Linked DNA regions of Mus musculus: region 2 is linked to region 1. The links are chromatin contacts, called in public HiChIP or PLAC-seq maps. All regions are on one chromosome and are shown on one strand. The core of a region is the stretch at or near the end of the contact, and the rest is flanking DNA. Distances in the headings are between cores, read along the strand shown.

Evidence for each region. HiChIP or PLAC-seq counts read pairs in DNA pulled down with a chosen protein or histone mark.
Region 2: an HNF4G HiChIP or PLAC-seq map of pancreatic cancer cells shows a contact between it and region 1. The contact joins two enhancer-like sites. A contact is called at or near these places in 1 of 115 datasets of contacts at active chromatin or transcription factors (pancreatic cancer cells) and 2 of 9 other capture datasets (adipose tissue and liver).

Annotation. Positions count from the first base shown.
Region 1 is chr17:31,308,735-31,311,434 of GRCm38.p6, reverse strand. All of the region lies in intron 3 of Slc37a1 (solute carrier family 37 (glycerol-3-phosphate transporter), member 1), which reads right to left. Among named protein-coding and RNA genes, the nearest start is that of Slc37a1, 14 kb to the right of the region's middle. Within about 2 kb of position 1,449, at least 57 of the 459 cell types and tissues checked have an H3K27ac peak or open chromatin away from gene starts, as enhancers often do. A contact at or near this core is called in pancreatic cancer cells, where this site is marked.
Region 2 is chr17:32,107,137-32,109,836 of GRCm38.p6, reverse strand. No RefSeq gene overlaps it. Among named protein-coding and RNA genes, the nearest start is that of Gm30729, 4.5 kb to the left of the region's middle. Within about 2 kb of position 1,301, at least 40 of the 459 cell types and tissues checked have an H3K27ac peak or open chromatin away from gene starts, as enhancers often do. A contact at or near this core is called in pancreatic cancer cells, where this site is marked.

The sequences.
Region 1 (2,700 bases), core at 200-2,699:
CCTGTCAAAACGACAACGGAAGATGCTTCTGTGTTAATTATGGATGCTTGTTTTGATAGCTTTGACCAAATGCCTGAGAAAAATAACTTATAATTGGGTGTAGTTTGGCTCTTGGTTTGCTAGGACAGTGGGCTGTCTTTGGCCTCAGGTTTCTGAGCTGTGGGAAGGCGGGGCATCGTGGTGGGCGGGGCCTCGGCAGGATATGCTCTTCTAAGACCCACCCCCCAAGTGATCCATTTCCTCTGGCTAAAGGGATCTTCCACAATGTCCCAACTGTTCAAATTGAATCCAGTGGTGCTTAATCTACTGACAGGTCAGCGCCTTCGAGATCTACTAGGATTCTCTCACCTCCTGGGCATCACTAAGCCATCAAGCGACAAGGTTACCCATCCCAGGCAGCAATCTCGGAATTAAAAACAGTTGTACCCTCCTCTGTTTTAAGCATTTTGCCTGCTCTCGCGCAACAGCCTAATACTTTGATTATGGTACTTAAAGATGCACTACTTTTTTTTTTTTATATATATTTTTACTTTGTTTTATTTAAAAGTTATCTTTACCGGGGCGGTGGTGACCCACGCCTTTAATCCCAGCACTTGGGAGGCAGAAGCAGGTGGATTTCAGAGTTCGAGGTCAGCCTGGTCTACAGAGTGAGTTCCAGGATAGCCTGGGCTATAGAGAGAAACCCTGTCTCGAAAAAAAAATCTTTCTTTTGGTTGTTGTTGAAATAGGCTCTCTCTATGTAGCCCTGGTGGCCCTGGTACTCCCTATGTAGGTAGACCAGGCTGGCCTCGAACTCTCAGAGATTTTCCAGGCCTCCAGAGTGCTGGTATTACTGGAGCACTTTATCATGCCTGCCTTTTGGTGATTAATTCCTAAGGAGTATCTTTTCATATAAACTTTAGGATTCTTTTATTTGATTAAAAACTTGGCTGGGTGTGACGGTACAGGCATGCCTTTGATCCCAGCACCCAGGAGGCAGAGGCAGGCAGATCTCTGAGTCTGAAGTCAGCGTGCTGTACTTGGTGAGTGCCTGGCCAGCTAGGGCCACGCAGAGAGATCTTGTCTAATGCGGAAATCTCTGCTGAGGTTTTCCCATGACCACAGGAAGCACTGGAACTTTTCAGAAAACAGCTTTCCTTGACAGCGCTGGCCTTTTTAATTTTTGTTTTCTGTTTGCCCTGGCGTGGGTTTTGTTGTTGTTGTTTTGTTTTTGTTTTGTTTTGTTTTTCCATTTTCAATTTTGTGTGCAAAGAGGGCTGTCAACAATTATCCTCAAGCCAGCCTCCTCCAATCCCTCTCCCTCTCTCTCTCTCCCACCCTTCCTCGCTCTTCAGGGACCATGCAGTAACCTTTCTGAGAAACCATCTATTTACAGATTCTGCTCTGGCCCAGCCTGGAGGAAGGTCCCCCCAAATTCCCCTCCATTGGGATATAGACCCCATCTGCCTACCAGCCAGGGAAAACATCTGCCTCAAATAAAGATGTCTGGCTGCAGGCAGAGATCATGAGAGGGAACAACATTGTCCTCTCAGCCCCAGGTTCATCAGAACGTTTTTAAAGGCACTATTTTTTTTTTAAATCAGAGAAAGATAAAAGCAATCAGCAACGGTTGAGGCAAGTGTCACCCTGACTGACCTGATGTCATCAGTTGACAAATGAGTCATGGCCATTGGGCGAATCATGGCCCGTTCTCAGTCAGGGTCTAGTAAGCAAATGTATTCCAGTTTTGTTTATAATCTTCTGGGAAATACAGACTGCAGATGGTGACTCATGGGGTCCCTGATAGAATCATCCTCGTTCCTGGATCATTTGTGTCATTTATAGCGGGAGCTGCAGTAGCGGAGGCTGCATACTTCCCAGGGCTCTGTGATGTCTAAATCATAGGTGGAGACAGCCTTGTCTGTATCAGGAGGCAAAGCAGCCTTTGGGATTCAGCATAAAGCTATTGTATACCCGGGTTCACTAGAGAGCCTGACCATATGCAAGCAATTAGTTGCCCTGGAGACTCCTGGGCAGCCCTGTTAAGAGCAGAGCCCAGGGACTAGACTGATGGCTCAGCAGTCCTGAGCACTGGCTGCTCTTCATAGGACCCTGGCTCAGTTCCCAGCATCCTTTTGGGCAGCTCACAATTGTTCATCATTCTAGATTCAGGCTCTCTGGCACCCTCTTCTGACCCTGAAGGCAGGCATGCATATAATGCACATGCATACATGTAGGCAAAACACTCATACCCATAAAAAACCCTAAATCTTTAAAAAAAATAATAATAATAGAGGGCTGGAGAGATGGCTCAGCGGTTAAGAGCACTGTCTGCTCTTCCAGAGGTCCTGAGTTCAATTCCCAGCAACCACATGGTGGCTCACAACCATCTGTAATGGGATCTAATGCCCTTTTCTGGTGTGTCTGAAGATATAGCCACATACACATACATACTCATATACATAACTTAAATAAGAAACAAGAGCCTGGAGCCAGGGGACCAATGTAGAAGACATTAAGGTGAGCTCCCTTCCTCCTGACAACAAACACAAGTCCTTTCAACCATGGGCTCTGAGACTTTGATTCAAACTAAGGCGCCTCTTCAAAAAACCTAGAGGTCCCAAGGGTCACTTCTGCATACCTAAGGCAAGGAGAGTGTGACCTTGACCTGTGTTCATCAGAGTCCAAGGGCAAGGTCCTGCCCTGGAGACCCTCCAGTGG
Region 2 (2,700 bases), core at 52-2,551, 800 kb before region 1:
CACAGCCGTTCTGCCACAGTCTCAGAAAGTCACATGTGCTTGCATCCCAGTCGTGTGTCACAGGAAACCAGCCTGCTCATGGCTCACAGCTGTGATAAAGGCCAAGGCTGCTCTACACCCAAAGGTGAAAGGATGTTATCCAGAGACAAGCTGGGATAGGGACAGAGGGAACTCTGAGGCAAGGTTTGCAGAGGTAACAGGCATAAAGGCCCAGGCAGCAGAGGACAGAGGGCTGGCCAGGTAGAGCCCAGTCAGGAAGGCTGTGGAGACATGCAGGTGGGAGCACGCAGGAGCTAGAGTCCGGGATAGGTTCCCTGGTGGCCTCTGGACTCAGGAGCTGAGGCAGGATTACCATGGATTCCAGCCTAGTCTGTCCTACAGGGTGAGACCTGTTTCAGAAAAAAAAGAGAAAAAGAGAAGAGGGAAGAGGAAGGAGATGAGAGAAAAGATAAAGGACCAAAGAGAGGAAGGAGAGAAGAGGAAAAGGTAGCCTGGGCCTCTGACCTCCCCTCCTGTTAGGCAGGACAGCCTATTAGATGTCCTGAACCCCTACATGTGGTCCCTGCTCTCAAGAGGGACTTGTGCTGTTGGAGTCTGCCAAAAGACCCTCACTCACAAAGACCACAGAGATCGCCATCATTGCAAACTGCAAGAGGTTTTTTTTTTTTTTTAATTGATCCAACACGTTGGGGACCCTCCTAAGCACGCAGACAAGAGGAGAGACTCTGAGTTAAAAAAGAACACACTTTTTATACCTTGTAAGGGGCAGATTTAGGCAACAGGACTAGCTGGCTTATTCTCATTGGTGTAGCAAGTAACCCTTTCAGGCATTGGTTGGTTTGCACTGGGTGACTACCTTTGGCCTAGTGACTCACTCTGCCTGCCCTTATGGTGGGTTATCAGCAAAGCAGCAGTACATTTTGAACTTATTGGTCAGCTATTAACGTCACAGCTATTAACATCACAGCTATTAACGTCATGGTCAAGGGGAATTCTAGTGACAAGGTCAGGGCGGTTTGTGGTTTTTCTCAGAATTCAGTGTGGGGTGGGGTAGGGGAATATTTCTGGGAACTGCTAATCTTTTTGTGGCAGCTGCAGGCTTAGTCTGGCCTTTTTGGCCACTAGTTTGGAAAGGGGGAAGGGGCTGGGTGGTCTTGAATTTATTTTGGATTCTACAGAGGGTCTTGTAAACCATGGGTCTGTTTCCATAGTAACCCATCCAGAGACTCTCCACCACTAAGTCAGTCTTTCCTGGCCACACAGAAGCCACTAGTCCATGGACAGCAGATAGGGATGCAGGCAGCTGTAGGAAGGGAGCCAGGCTGAGGTAGGAAAGCTGGCCTCACTCTCTGTGTCTAGTTGCTGGGGTTGGGGGAGACTGCCCCAGCAGTCAGTTGTACCCACTTCTCCACAGGGACAAGGTTCACTGAGGAGGTAGATCACACTGGGTCCCTGACTTCTGCAGGAGGGAGGACCAAGCAGGGGCTGGACCACCTGCGTCTTGATGGACACAGCGCTGGCTTTCTTCCCAGGCTCAGAACGCACCTTTTCTTCTTGGGACTCGCTGCCTTTCTGCACCCAGGCTAAAAATTGCTTCAGATCTTCCTGGAGTTACTCATTGCCTGGGTCCGTCAGTCTTTAAATCCTGTTGTTATTTCTATGTTGGGTCCCAGGAACAAAAGCTGAAGAGGTATTCAACCAGAAGTGACCAGAGTCACTTCCTGCTTAAGCTGTACCTTCCAGAGGGTGGGCAGTATTGATTACACCACAGCACAGTGGCCGTGATAACTTTGGGAAGGCAGTGGCCTGTCACTCATCTGACTTCCCAGAATGCAATTTGCTCCCTAAGGCAGTCACACGAGTTGACTTTGTCTTAAGTTATTATGTGCTGAGATCTGCTGAGACACAACTGCAAAGCAGAGCCTGAGATGGGACGGGATTCAGGTGTGTTTGTGGGGTGGCTCTCTTGAGACTTGATTGGCCAAGTTCAAATTCTTTGTCTCAGCCTCATGCCCTCTTCAGTCTTACCATTTACCACCCCCTGTTCAAAGTACTATTGCTCCCCACAAGCCAGTCGGCTGTGTCCCACTTCCTACAAGGCTGACATTGCTGAAACAGGCACATAGGTGACTGCTGCAGTGTCCAAGTCACCTCAACAGGCACGTGCATTTGCCAGTCATATCTTTAATCCCAGTACATAGGAGGCAAAGGCAGGCAGAGCTTTGTGGGTTCAAGTTCAGCCACGTCTACTTATTGAGTTCTAAGCTTGCTAGGGATACACAGTGAGACTATGTCTTAAAGGAAGAAAGAGGAGGAGGAGGAGAGGAAGAAGAGGAGGAAGAGGAAGAGGAAGAAGAAGAAGAAGAAGAACAACAACAACAACATTAGGAGGAGGAAGAGGAATAAGGAGAAAAAGAATTTTCTGGTCATTCAAACACACACCTATAATCCCAGCACTCATGAAGCTGAGGCAGGAGAATCATTAATTAGAGATCTGCATTGGCTACATAGGGAGATACTGACTCATAAAATGAGTCCAGGAGGGTGCCTCTGTGGATAAAGATGCTTGCAGCTAAGCCTGATGACCCGAGTTCAATCCCCGTGACCTACTTGGTGGAAGGAGAGAATCAACTCCCACAAATTGTCCTCTGACCTCCCCGGCATTCCTAGTTTTAGTTCTGAAGTGCAAGACCTCCTTGC